2 separate regions of the Mus musculus genome follow, and region 2 is linked to region 1. A link is a contact called in public Hi-C data. All regions are on one chromosome and are shown on one strand. Each heading gives the region's core, a stretch centred on a gene start, on an enhancer-like site or on the middle of the called end of the contact. The rest is flanking DNA. Distances are from core to core; before and after follow the strand shown.

What was found. Hi-C and Micro-C count contacts between places; a contact is called where the count stands out from the background.
Region 2: a contact with region 1 is called in a Hi-C map of epidermal suprabasal cells, with 2.3 times the contacts expected there. The contact joins two enhancer-like sites. A contact is called at or near these places in 9 of 39 promoter capture datasets (the 3T3-L1 cell line, 3T3-L1-derived adipocytes, the HPC-7 cell line and 6 more), 1 of 15 datasets of contacts at CTCF or cohesin (the NIH/3T3 cell line), 12 of 484 Hi-C or Micro-C datasets (the AML12 cell line, the C2C12 cell line, bone marrow-derived macrophages and 8 more) and 3 of 115 datasets of contacts at active chromatin or transcription factors (CD8 T cells, bone marrow-derived macrophages and pancreatic cancer cells).

Annotation. Positions count from the first base shown.
Region 1 is chr13:5,883,373-5,890,730 of GRCm38.p6, forward strand. No RefSeq gene overlaps it. Among named protein-coding and RNA genes, the nearest start is that of Klf6, 26 kb to the left of the region's middle. Within about 2 kb of position 3,634, at least 111 of the 459 cell types and tissues checked have an H3K27ac peak or open chromatin away from gene starts, as enhancers often do. A contact at or near this core is called in epidermal suprabasal cells, where this site is marked.
Region 2 is chr13:6,000,880-6,008,237 of GRCm38.p6, forward strand. Gm46401 (a long non-coding RNA gene) reads left to right here. Exons shown (of 6, transcript XR_001780857.1): 4 at 4,062-4,129; 5 at 6,582-6,692. Among named protein-coding and RNA genes, the nearest start is that of Gm46401, 89 kb to the left of the region's middle. Within about 2 kb of position 3,847, at least 4 of the 459 cell types and tissues checked have an H3K27ac peak or open chromatin away from gene starts, as enhancers often do. A contact at or near this core is called in epidermal suprabasal cells, where this site is marked.

The sequences.
Region 1 (7,358 bases), core at 2,384-4,883:
CTGTATGATAAAAACTTCAAATCTCTGAAGAAAGAAATTAAAGAAGATCTCAGAAGATGGAAAGATCTCCCATGCTCATGGATTGGCAGGATCAACATTGTAAAAATGGCTATCTTGCCAAAAGCAATCTACAGATTCAATGCAATCCCCATCAAAATTCCAACTCAATTCTTCAACGAATTGGAAGGAGCAATTTGCAAATTTGTCTGGAATAACAAAAAACCTAGGATAGCAAAAAGTCTTCTCAAGGATAAAAGAACTTCTGGCGGAATCACCATGCCAGACCTAAAGCTTTACTACAGAGCAATTGTGATAAAAACTGCATGGTACTGGTATAGAGACAGACAAGTAGACCAATGGAATAGAATTGAAGATCCAGAAATGAACCCACACACCTATGGTCACTTGATCTTCGACAAGGGAGCTAAAACCATCCAGTGGAAGAAAGACAGCATTTTCAACAATTGGTGCTGGCACAACTGGTTGTTATCGTGTAGAAGAATGCGAATCGATCCATACTTATCTCCTTGTACTAAGGTCAAATCTAAGTGGATCAAGGAACTTCACATAAAACCAGAGACACTGAAACTTATAGAGGAGAAAGTGGGGAAAAGCCTTGAAGATATGGGCACAGGGGAAAAATTCCTGAACAGAACAGCAATGGCTTGTGCTGTAAGATCGAGAATCGACAAATGGGACCTAATGAAACTCCAAAGTTTCTGCAAGGCAAAAGACACCGTCAATAAGACAAAAAGACCACCAACAGATTGGGAAAGGATCTTTACCTATCCTAAATCAGATAGGGGACTAATATCCAACATATATAAAGAACTCAAGAAGGTGGACTCCAGAAAATCAAATAACCCCATTAAAAAATGGGGCTCAGAACTGAACAAAGAATTCTCACCTGAGGAATACCAAATGGCAGAGAAGCACTTGAAAAAATGTTCAACATCCTTAATCATCAGGGAAATGCAAATCAAAACAACCCTGAGATTCCACCTCACACCAGTCAGAATGGCTAAGATCAAAAATTCAGGTGACAGCAGATGCTGGCGAGGATGTGGAGAAAGAGGAACACTCCTCCATTGTTGGTGGGAGTGCAGGCTTGTACAACCACTCTGGAAATCAGTCTGGCGGTTCCTCAGAAAACTGGACATAGTACTACCGGAGGATCCAGCAATACCTCTCCTGGGCATATATCCAGAAGATGCCCCAACAGGTAAGAAGGACACATGCTCCACTATGTTCATAGCAGCCTTATTTATAATAGCCAGAAGCTGGAAAGAACCTAGATGCCCCTCAACAGAGGAATGGATACAGAAAATGTGGTACATCTACACAATGGAGTACTACTCAGCTATTAAAAAGAATGAATTTATGAAATTCCTAGCCAAATGGATGGACCTGGAGGGCATCATCCTGAGTGAGGTAACACATTCACAAAGAAACTCACACAATATGTATTCACTGATAAGTGGATATTAGCCCCAAACCTAGGATACCCAAGATATAAGATATAATTTGCTAAACACATGAAACTCAAGGAGAATGAAGACTGAAGTGTGGACACTATGCCCCTCCTTAGATTTGGAAACAAAACACCCATGGAAGGAGTTACAGAGACGGAGTTTGGAGCTGAGATGAAAGGATGGACCATGTAGAGACTGCCATAGCCAGGGATCCACCCCATAATCAGCATCCAAATGCTGACACCATTGCATACACTAGCAAGATTTTATTGAAAGGACGCAGATGTAGCTGTCTCTTGTGAGACTATGCCGGGGCCCAGCAAACACAGAAGTGGATGCTCACAGTCAGCTAATGGATGGATCATAGGGCTCCCAATGGAGGAGCTAGAGAAAGTAGCCAAGGAGCTAAAGGGATCTGCAACCCTATAGGTGGAACAACATTATGAGGTAACCAGTACCCCGGAGCTCTTGACTCTAGCTGCATATATATCAAAAGATGGCCTAGTCGGCCATCACTGGAAAGAGAGGCCCATTGGACTTGCAAACTTTATATGCCCCAGTACAGGGGAATACCAGGGCCAAAAAGGGGGAGTGGGTGGGCAGGGGAGTGGGGGTGGGTGGATATGGGGGACTTTTGGTATAGCATTGGAAATGTAAATGAGTTAAATACCTAATAAAAAATGGAAAAAAAACATATACGGTTGCTTGCTGTGCATTGTCAGTTGCTGGAGTATATATAAAAATAATAAAGGAAGATATTATTACTTCTTAAGTTGTATTTTCTTTTTTCTTTTAGGATGTACATGTACACAAATATACACTGAGAACAGAATTCAAGGCTTCCCATGTGTTAAGTAAGTGCTCAACCATTAGCCTTTCGCAGCATTTGGGAATCTACTACAGAACCAGTTCTGAACAAATCTTTCTGTTGTCAAAACTGACTTCAATGCCATTGGTGGTTGCCACAAACCCTGGTGAGGAGCCTGACCAGGTCCAGACTTCTTGTAACAGCACCAAGAATAATCAGAGCTACTTTTCTGGGAGATTATCTCTAACGTGTGTTTTATATGTTGCTTTGTACCTTACACTTAAATGACAGGTAACCATACAGTCTTCCCTCTGTGTAGGACAACAGCCTTATTTTTCTAAGATTGCTTATCGGAACTTGTACTGTCCAAGTTGACCCACCTTGCTGGTGAGATCCACCATCGTACATTGATTAGACATGTGAGTTCATTTTAGACACTGAACAAACCAGTTTAATAATGTAGCTCAATTTGGCAGAGGGCTTACCCAGCATGAATGGCAGCCTGACTTGGATGACCAGGACTGTGCACAACTGGGTATAGTGGTGCATGTCTGTAAGGTAGAGAGAAGATCAGAAATTCAGGATCATTCAGGGCCAGCATGGGCAACATCCGACCCTCCCTCAAAACTACAACAGCAGCAATAACGATCAATAGTTACTAGGACCAGATACTGTGAAAACAAATAGATGGTAGAAAGTGGACTAATGTGTAGCTAAGTTTGGAAAACACAAGTGGAGACCCCGCCTGTCTGTTTCCAGTCAGGAAATGTGAAGGATTATTACCAATTTCCAAATGTTTTTATAAGGCTGACTACTGACCTTATTGACCTCGTGCCATCCACTTCCTAGCAGAGATTACTAAAGATCAGTAGAGAAGATGCTAGCAAGATTTTGTGTAGTTGTCAATAATAAATCATTTCCCACATTTCAACAACAAAAGAAAAGAAACCAAGTTTGAAAGTTGTAAGATGAAAAATATTTTTCCTATTCCTATGTGAGAAACCCCTGAGAAGTTCATGGCTTTTGGCCATTTTATTACAATGACCTCATATTCTATCCATTAAGTGCAATCACAAATCACTCTTTAACATCACCTGAGAGTATAAGGGTTATTGATCACACCTGAGACTGAAGTCCTTTATGTTCAAATATCCCAATTCTCTTGAATTACATAAGACTATTATTCTATAGTTCAGGTATTTCCGTATCTACTATACCCAGGACCTTGCTGGACTGTAGCGTACTTGTTCTTTAAATGTGTCTACTTAAGTGTAGATGCTGTTCTTAGACCTACTTCCCAACCCAAGGAGTCCAGTCTGTGTAGGATGATTGAGAAAGAATGTGGTGATTCACTTCACCTCACACCCTACAATGGTCCATGAGTCAGAAGACGGGTACCTGGGTGTGGCCATCCACTGAGCCTCAGTACTTCCAATGCTCATTATTTCTGTTCTGGGAAAATCAGTGAAGCTCCAGCAATGACAGCCTGACAGGATTCCCTGGGCTTGAGCTTCTGTTCTGAGGTATGTGTACGAGACACCACACCTTTCTTCCTCAAAAAGGAAGAACCCTGCTGACAAGGATGATCGATATGCAAGGAGTGTCCTTCTAAATATATATTGTTGGGTAATGTCTTATCTCGTAGGAGGCAGAATGGATAGACAAAGTGATTTGGGGATGGAGACCTGTGTTCTAATTGATACGTCACCAGCCACTCTTGGCCTATTTGTATTCTTAATGAAATATATAAGAATAGAAAAATTCTTTCACCCCAAAATATTATTGAGATTATATGATATATGTACTCAGCAAATATTAATTCTCTCTCCTTTATTGTTTACAGAATATAATTGTTCTAGAGGAAATCAAAGAATTATTCAGGGAAAAAGAATGCTCTGGGTGGTAGTAACTAGACAGAGTGAAACATTACTAGAAAGTGTCGCTCACTGTCCTCCTGCTGCAGGGTCTGTTTAGTGTGTTGGAATCTTGAGCCCCGTGAGTGACAAGCATGGAAGTGACAACTCTTTCACATCGGTTCTGCAGATGAGCATCAGGGAGATTAATTTATTCCTGGAATAATTTGTTTGAGAGGTGGTTTGATCCTGGTGTTCGCTGCTCTTGCCAATGTGATTTTTATCTCGTACTTAATTCAACTATGGAGCTGTTACGGTTTTTATTTCCCAGAGAGTTTGGGACTTGCTCAAACATTCTCAGGCCTCAATCCAGCCTATTGCTCTGCCTGTTTCTGCTAAGACAAGTACAAGCTTGCCTTCCAATGACCTCCAATCAAAACCAATCAAATCTGCAAAGTTAATTGTAGTATTGCCTAAGCACTCAGAAGCCCAATAAATAATGAATGCTTATTAAACCATATTGACATGATAAATATTTTTACACGGTGTGTTTATTCAAGAGGTCTTGAAGAAAAAAAAAAAAACAGTCTCTTAGAGAACGACATTGTTTTTCTACCACCTGAGTGGAGCGAAAGCTGTGATTAAGGATCTATAAGTTTTATTTGCAGACTTTCAGTTCTGCCCTAACTTGGTTGAAACCATGGGTTCCGTCTTTCATTTCCTGAAACAAGTTTATTGCTGAGTCCAGCCTCTGGGCATTTGTATACAGCCCTGATGACCAACCGCTGCTCTAAGACCATCAAGGTCCCCCCAGTGTCTTCCATCAGGGGCATTTGGGGGGCAACCATGTCTTGATGGAGGTCTTCAGTTCGTTAGGGAGCTCTTGTGGAGGGAGGAGGGAGGGCTGTGTTAGTGGTGTGTGCAGTCTCTCCCACACCCTCACGCATAACCAGAGGTCTGAGAGCAAATGAGGAAGGAGTAAATGCAAGAGGTTGTCATTTCAGTTGTACATGGATCTGTGGCTGAACCACGAACTGACCAAGAAAGGCTCAGGAGAAGTGGAAAGTCATCAGATGTTTCCAGTTCAGATGAAACGCTGGAGGCAAAGGAAACTAAAAGAAATAGGGAGAGAGGGGCGGGGGAGATGGAAAGAAGAAAGGAAGAAGAAGGAAGGAGGGAAAGAGGAAGAAACTGAAGAAGAAGGAAAGAAGGAAGGAGGGAGGGAGGAAGGGAGGAAGAGGGAATGAGGAAGGAAGGATGAAGGGAGGAAGTGGGGAGGAAGAAAGGAAAAAAGGAAAGGCAGAAGGAAACGAAATGGGGAGTATGCATCTCTGCTCCTTTGAAAGAAGAGATTGCCCTTCACTGGCCTCAGGTTGTCTAACTCATAGGGCCAAATAAGTGGTTTGAAAAAGCAATACTGGCTTGAGCCCCAAACTGTGTTTGGGGAAGTGTGATGTTCACTCAGAATGAAGATGTTGAAGGAGACCAACTTCTCTTTCTCCTCTGCAGTTTGTGTCATCAGTTTCCAAGGATCTTTACCAGAACCACAGATCATTTGATCATATCCAACTAGACATTCAGAACTGTCTGGATCATATTTAGAAATCAAAAATGTAAAAAATCTTTTTAAAAAATTTGCTCAATTGAGCAAACGTGGAGAGTAACCAAGAATGCAGTGTCTCTGATCAAATAGCCTTTGATGCTGTAACCTGAAACTGGTCTGTTGCTGCATCTTGAGGTCTAGGTCTCCTCCCAAGAAAAGTGCCTGCTAGAAAACGGGAAGAGGCAGGAAGTGCTCCTGCACTCATTCTTGTATGTCTTCAGATGCGTGGAACGTGATATATACAAACTCCTTAGCTCCAGAAACACTGGAGAGCTTGGGGCAACGTGAAGGCAGGGAGAACTTTCTATATATTTCTAAATCAGACCTGAACCTAAACTTCCTGTCACTAGGAGCCAGCTCAAGTACCATGACCATAATTCAACATTTCATTTTCGAATGCTTTCCTTAGTCAGTGGACTTTCACTACTCTCCCTTTATCCTCTAGTATCTCTTAGTCCTACATTTCCCTGTCAAGAGTCTCTCCTATATTCTTCTATATGCAGGCTCTAAAGCCTACAGATTCAAATAGCCTTTAGTCCACTTGGCCACTCTTTTGAAACTATCCATTTAGCTCTGTCATGGGAGGGTTATGAGAGAAAACTTTGGCATAGCGTTTACTCTTGTGCAACTAATATGCAGACGTTGTTTTGTGCTGGACTCAGTAGGTAGAGTGCTGACATAGCAGACCACAGGCTCGGGATTGAATCTCTAGTACCACCTTAAACCAAGGTCATGTTCACCAGCCTGTAGACCCAGGACTCCAAGGAAGAAAGCAAGAAAATTAAAGAGTTCCAGGTCACCACAATCCTCAGCCCCACGTCACCCAGTTCGTGGGCAACCTGAGCTATCAGAGATCTTCTCTCTAAACAACAATGACTTTGCTAAATAAGCTATTTTCTATGCTCCCTCTCCCCCTCTGTTTTCTTTTCTTCCCTACATCTCTTCAATGTTTGCATCTTTCCATCTCACTTACTTCCCTTATATATTAGAAACTTCAGATTGCTCGAATATGACACCCTATTTTGAACTGCCATCTGAGGAAGGATGGCACACACAGGCTGCTATGAGAGGTCTGTTGAGTCATTTTGTTCTCTGTGGTTCTGAGAAGTCTAAGCATGGTGGGAGGGCTGTTAGCACTCTCCTTCTTAGAATCACCCTTTTCTACTAATGATGACAAACGACACTTTCATGAACAGTGCTGGAGTAGGCCCTTTATTTCAAAAGCTAATTTGCTGTTGCCATGGTGAAGACACACACACACACATACAACAACAACAACAACAACAACAACAACAACAAAAAACAAACCAAACAACGAAACAAAGCAAACTAAAAAAGAAGATTGGTAGGGACAGACAAAAACAAAAAACAAAACAAAATGGTTCGTTTTGTTTTGTTTTTGATGCTGCTTAGCAATCTTGAGCAGTCATTATTGATACTTTGTGGGTCTGGGAGAAAGCTCATTTTGTAAAGTGCTTGCCTCATGAGTGTGAAGACAAGGTTTGATTTCTAGAACTTACATAAAAAGCAAATAGTGGGTGTCTATTGCCTTAAAGCTGAAGGGGGTTTGCTTTTGATATAATTGTCTCTGACATGAAAGACACACAGAGACCCACTAGGAC
Region 2 (7,358 bases), core at 2,597-5,096, 120 kb after region 1:
TGACTCAGAAAATCAATATACTATTTTTCAAGGCTTCAGTTTGACAATGACCTGTGGCCTGAGAATCGGATTACTTAAAATCAATCCTGGCTTCCCACCACTGCTGTGCAGCCTGCGGCATGGTACCTGCAATTGTACAACACGTCTCAGGCACTGGCTGCTCTGCCTTCCACAGTGTCAGTATTGGCCCCATTTTCTGATTATAGGATATGCTTAGAGGTACAGGTTTCCAGAGTACCCTGCCCTCTGTACCGTGTTATCTAAATGCAAAGCAGTTTATTTTACTGTGAGCTGTGTGATTTACAGGCAGACCCGATGTTCCCCAGCCCCCACGTATACAAATAAGAATTTCCTAACGTAAAACTGTTCCTATTCTGCATCTCTTCTAGAGTTTCTCCTAGAGGACACAGAAGGGGCACTCTTTATAACAGCATCGTTTGTCTTTCTGAAACAAAGTCTGCTCAAGAAGGAGGACTAGCTTGCACAGTATTCTCTCAGTGCCAGCCTCTGATGATGACTGCGATATGCCACCATGTGCCCAATCCTCTACTTAACACACATTCCAGACAAACAACTTAAGATCTAATTTACTTGATTATTTGGTAGAAACTCCTGTAAGGGAGGTGGCAGTGAAAATGAAACTGATATATAATTTGATAAGGCAAAAAAATATAGATGTGATAAGACACACCTATAATCACAGCATTGGGAGATTGAGGAAAGAAAAATCTAGACTCTAAGGCTAGCCTGGGTTATATGGCAAGATTGGGCTCTGAATACACCTCCCACCAGTGCTCTCTGTCTCTGTCTCTGTCTCTGTCTGTCTCTCTCTCTCTCTCTCTCTCTCTCTCACACACACACACACACACACACACACACACACACGTTACAAAGAGAAAGACTTACATGAAAGCCTCTATTTTCTTCCCATTGTTCAGAATTAATCTCTCTGATGTTTAACAACACAGTCTGCCATGGTCAGATACAAATGATACTATTTACTCTTGTGCCCATTGACTCTTTCCCCTCCTCACCCAAGAACTTCTATAAAATATTTGCCACATGCCATGAGATGGAAAAGTGGCTGGATTCCATGGTGACTTAGGGAAATTCTTATTTCATGTTTGAATCTTTTAGTCATTCTTTTGCAGTGAGACCCAAAAGATATCCTTTAATCCCCCATGGCATGCATGCCAAAAATGAGTCCTTAGTATGGACAAATTAGGGACATTCGGAGGGACAGAAAAGTCAAGTTTTCCTCTATCATGATTTATTGCACAGCCCAGCCACTGCCTCAACTGCTCCTTTGAGGGGGTCAGGAGAGGGCAAGGCTAACAGAAATCTTCTGTTGTTGGGTTCTGTCCAAGTCCTAAGTGGGAACTACTTCTGTATTACTGCTAGAACCCAAGGCAATCAAACCTTGAGTTCCCAAGTGTGGCAAAGACAACAAAAGCTTTTATCTGTGGGATAAATTATTAATCATCAAGATGTGTCTCCCTTGACATCAATAACACCAGAAAAATCAATTTGTTCTGGTCCAATGTGTGCTCGTGACTGACTTGCCCCATAATGTAGGTCAAACTTAGATTCGATGCTCTGATAACCAGAGGTTTAGGATGGATTGGGGAGTTCTTCAGTGTCTGTGCAATGCAGGTCCCAGGTAGGAAGTGCTGGGAGGTAGAGCCTGGGGATAGGCGATCCACTCAGGGAAGGGAGAGTCACAATTGCAACTAGAGAGAAAAAAAGAAGTCCTCTCAGGAGCCATTAAAGCCAGGACAGCTGTCACATGACTACTGTTCCTCTTACTGCTGAAGGACTGGAGGGGAAAGCACAGCAAAGTCTAATGTTCCTGCCCCTGCTCCACTTTTGTTATAGCAGTTGATGAAAAATAAGATGTGTTTCTTTGCCCAAGAGGGAGTACAAGAATGAAAACCGTGTGTCTTCCTGTCCAGATTCTCTTTGAAAGAAGAAAGGGGATTCAGGCTTTAATCTCTCTCTCTCTCTCTCTCTCTCTCTCTCTCTCTCTCTCTCTCTCTGTCTCTCTCTCTCCCTCCCTCCCTCCCTCCCTCCCTCCCTCTCTCTCTCTCTCTCTCTCTCCCTCCCTCCCTCCCTCCCCTCTCTCTCTCTCTCTCTCTCTCTCCCAGAAAAGACCTAGCAACTAGAAGGCAAACCCAGTTAAAATAACCCTGAGCAGGGTTTTTCTGCTTATTCTCTGGTAGAATGCAAACCTGCAGTGAGGCCCTATGGACCTGGTGTCATCTGTCTCTGAAGGATAGCCCAGGTTGATAGGCACCTGGAGGGAACTCAGCTTATGGGACAACAGGGAGCTCTCTGCAGCTTTGTGGAATGAGTCCTTCCTATACATATTCACATATGTGTCCCTGAGAAGTCTTCATTTCAGGCCTTGAAGACTGTACCAGATGTACAGCTAGGAATAGCTCCAAGTGTGAAGCTGTCTGAAGTCATTTTGGCTCCCAGGCCTTGCTCCCATGGCCATCCCTGTGGCTGAGAAAGTACTGCTGCCGTGTGCCATGCCTCCTTGGAAAGACCCTAGATCACAAGTGTACTAGGTATCATCTGAGTTGTGTAGACATGCAGGCCGGGGCATGTGACAGTGACAGCAGTCTTAATGTGGGCAGGGGGGATCATTGGTCGACTTTCTATGCATCAGATAGACTGACTTTGCATTAGGAAAGACTTGAAAGTTACATACTGGGTACAAATCTGTATCACCACTTAGCTACTATGTGCCTTTGGGTAGTTGTTTTAATGCCTCAACTTCTTCACCTTGAGGTGTGCACATTATACAGTGAAGAACTGAATGAGAACATGAGGACTCGTCACCCCTGTTCTTATCAGAGGTGTTCTTGCAATTGATACTGTCAAAGAACAAGCTATCCTGTCAACCGGAGCTCAGTGCTATGAACACCCTTGTAGATCTTGCAGGTCAGCAGCTCACACAGGTAGAGCATGACAATTTGTCTCTGTTCTTGGTGTCTAGCTCCGGTTGTGGTGGTCCCATAGCTAGAAGTCATTTGAAGGCATTTGGCCTATTAGTTCATGGGCTGCAACTTGTGCTGGTTTTTAACTGTTACCTCAACCAGACTGTCCTTGGCTAACCTGAGTCATCTCAAATCTGTATTTTGAAGACCTGCTTTCCAGTAACTGAGGATATAACCATAGTATTGACAGAACCTTAAAGAGGTGATTGGTCTATAATATGATAATCAGGGTGGGCTCAGAGCTAGTCACTAATTTCCTTGTAAGAAAAAGGCTTGGGTATACACAGAGGGATCACCCAGGAAGACTGGAACAATGCAAAGATCTACATCCCAAGGAGAGGCACCTCAGATCCCTTAATCATGGATTACTGGTCTCCAGAGTGCTGACACAATTTCTGTTGTTTAATATGCCCCACCTATGGTATTTTGTTTTGGATACGTAGAGAACTCCATAGTGGCCTTAGTCTTTTCTCACGTGGCTCCCAAGGCTGTAGGTGGGTCAGGGCTCTCTGTTATGTGTGCTGTTCTGGTTAGAATGCTCAGCTATCCTTCTTCTCAGCCTTAAAGTAACATCCCTAGGAACCAGTTGGTGGTTTAGTGAGCTCTTCTATAAAAAAGAGGAAGACTAGAAGCCATTCTTTGATCAAAACTTGAAGAAATTTCAGAAGGCTGTGCATAGTTGGGAGGCAGGAGATTATTGTAGCTACTGTCAGAAAACTCTGACTGGCATTTGCCATTTGTATAATAAAAATCACTCACTGAGCAAACCACATTGCTTTTTCTTTCTTGCTTTAGTTTATATGTTAATGAATAACATATGGTTACTTAATCTGACTCTCTGATCCTAGAAAAGAAGATCTTTACACCTGATTACAACAAAGGTTTTCATTTCATTTTGGACCTGCTCTATCCTGACAGCAGGAAATTGAAAGAAACACCCATGGGTGGGAAGATGTCTTCATATCTCCGCTTCCAAAGAGCAAGACCTGCCAATCTTGTTACCAGCTCCTGTGCTCAATGGAATGATTTTTTAAACTCTCCTTTTTTTTTTTTTTTCAGGATGATCCTGGATGCATCCACCAAGAGATTTGCAAACTCAGGATTAAGCTTAAAAACACTCACAAAAGGTAGCATGCCCATGACCCTTCGAGGAGATGGATCTCCTCTTAAAGGTCTTCTTGACTGTGACATTTTACTCACTTACTTATTCAATCAGCGAGTATTTATTGAATATCTGCAATATGTCACATTGTATACGTGTCACTGGAATAAGCAAGCAAAATGCCATTCTTTCCCCAAAGCTTACAAGCTAATGAGACAGCAGTCACATGAAATAAGTAGGTGAGTAAAATTGTATTGTTTACTGTGACTTTTGTGTGTGTATAAGATATGAATGGATACATATGTGTGCAGGTGCACATGCATATCTGTGCTCTGAATTTTTATTTTTAACTTTAACTGTTTTTTTATTTAGCTCTCTTTTTTTTTTAATTAGGTATTTTCTTCATTTACATTTCAAATGCTATCCCAAAAGTCCCCCATACCCTTAAGCTCAATATCAACATCAAGGACCTCCCTTGATCAGATCAGTCTGCACTTTACTGAGTCAGGATCTTTCTACTGAACCATAGCCTACCAATCAGCTAGCCTATCTACCTTGGGAATCCCTTGTCTCTGCATTCCTATTTCAGGGATTATAGGATACCTACATAGCTTTTATGTGGGGTTTTGGAGACTCAAACTCTGGTCTTCGTACTTGCATGAAAAGTGCTATATCCACTGAGATCTCTGTACACTCTAACTTCATCCATACCTTTCTACTATCACATATCGCACACATATCCATATATATTATATATGATATATATATATGGTATCTTTCTGTACCTTTTAAAAAATTTCTCCTTACAATATTTCCTCTAATTCGTTTATGTTGTCATGAATAACAACATTTTCTTCCTTTTAATAGTGACCATGTGTGTGTATGTGTGTGTGTGTGTGTGTGTGTGTGTGTGTGTGTGTGTGCGCGCGCGCATGTGTATAGTGATTTATTTATCATGTATCAGTTGATAAACACTTTACTTTCGTAATTCAGCTAATCTGATTTGTGCTGTGATGAACATGGACATTCAGCTCTCTCTCCAGATTGGCTGGGTGTGTAGTTTTACCTATGGTGTGACTAGGGAAAGGCACACTGCCAAGCTCTGCTGGTACTTGGCAACACTCAGTGATTTCCAGATGGCTAGATGGAGGGTCTTGATTTCTTGGTATCTATAGCTAGTAGCTTCTTTCAAGTGCTTGCCATGTAGCAGACAAAGCATAGCAGCTTCCTTCATCAAAGCCCACGAGAGTAAGACTTTTCTAACAGGACAAGCTCCAGTCTTTAAAAGTACAATTCTAGACCTGGAAGCATCCATTCCTTTTTAGCTTTTTTCCATATTCTGAGGGTTATAAAGGCTTACCTATAGGTGCTTGGGAGGAGAAAGGAAAATTACACAAGGATTAAGCAACCATGGGCTGTCCTAGCAAGTTTGTCCTTTCCTTCATTTTCTGACTCATGGGATAGAAATAAATCTTCCCCAGCTACTCAGAACGAATTCCAAGACATTCTCATCTATATCTCATATAACTTTTAACAAATTTAGCCAACACTACCTTTGAAGGTGTCTAACCTCTGGCCACTCTCCCTCATTCACCCAAGCTCCACCATTTAGCATCTATCTGGACTCCCCATCCGACCACCTTCCAATTCTGCCCTTACCCTTTGGAGTACCATCAAAACAGCAGGCAGAATAATCATATATAAATGATTATTTATATAATCTGGTGACAAGCCAGAAATGATGGCTCACATCTGTGTTCCTGGCATCTGGGAGTCTGAGGCAGGAAGTTTGCCATGAGTTCAATGCTAGTCTAGCTACATACTAAGTTCAAAGCCATCTAGACTACAGAATAAGAGCCTGTCCTAAAAATATAAACCACAGGAGATGTCTCGGTGGGTAAGAGAATTTGCTACACGGCAAGAAGACCCGAATTCAAACCACCACCAAGCATATGAAAGCTGCATCTGTACTTGTAATTGTCACATCACAAGAGGCAAGCAGGAGGTTCTCTGGCTACTAGCTCAAATCCTAGTTCAGTGCTATGCTCTCTTTTAAGGGGATGAGGCAGAGAGGGATAGAGTTATCTTCTGCCTTTGGCATGTTCAAGGCTATATATACCTGCATACATACACTATACACACAACACATAAAAATAAAGTCGATTACATAATGGTCCATGCTGTATAAATCCTTCTATGGCTTCCATTCAGAGTCCCTACATACCTATGAGATATGGATCCCCCATGAACCTCTAGCTCTGCTTCCCTCTCCTGTACTCACTAAATTCCCATCTTCTCTTATCATTTCAGTGGCTCTTTCTCCTGTCAAAGTTTTGTTTATATGTTCTCTCTGCATGGAATCTTCTACCCATTTATCCCAGCTCTTGACTCTGAGTCTTCCAGCTGTATGTGGACTTGCCTGATCATCCTATTTATGATCTGATACCCTATCCCTCTTCTCTTCTGTTTCCCAACAGTTCCATCAATTTCCAGTGCAAGTGATGTTTTGACTCTTTCTTCTTTTCCTCAAGATACAGGCAGTACAACAGAACTCATCTGTTCACAGTCCTGGCATAACCTAGCATCGAGTAGGTGCCAAACAGCTATTTATTCATTAAACTATGTGAAATGCATCAGTTTTGTGAATTGCAGGTTGGGCTTTGTGTGTGTGTGTGTGAAAATAATATCTTTACCTGATAGCCATGCAATCAATTTGTAGCAATTTCCTTCAATATTAAAACATTCCATCCTTCAGAAAAGCTCCTTAATCCAGAAAGTAAACAACTCGAAACTGCTTCAGGAAGTTCCTGAAACTGACCAGATTCAGTAGTCTACTCCTTCTCTAGAGTAAACAATGAAAACTTCTGATAGTCATTATCCAACAATGCAAGTTGGAAAGAATCATCAAAGACCAGAACAGCTTTCTAGAAGAATCAGAAACTAGCAGAGCTGTATGGAAAATGGTTAGACCAACTTAGTCACTTGGAAAAGACACTTTCCAACATTTGGAGCTGCCTGATGGCTGTGCAATGTGTTCCAGGTGCTCAGGTTTTGCCAACTCTCATTCATCCTAGGGTGGACTCTGATGATGCAGCAGTTTTGAGTCTGCTACTATAAGTAACCCCTAGCCCATATTTCTGTAAGTAACCCCAATAAAACTCATTAATTCACCAAGTTTGACTTGAGTGATAGCCATAATTTGGTCTTTTGTGGCTTCCTATCTGAGGCAAGTATACATGTACATTGAGTCTCTC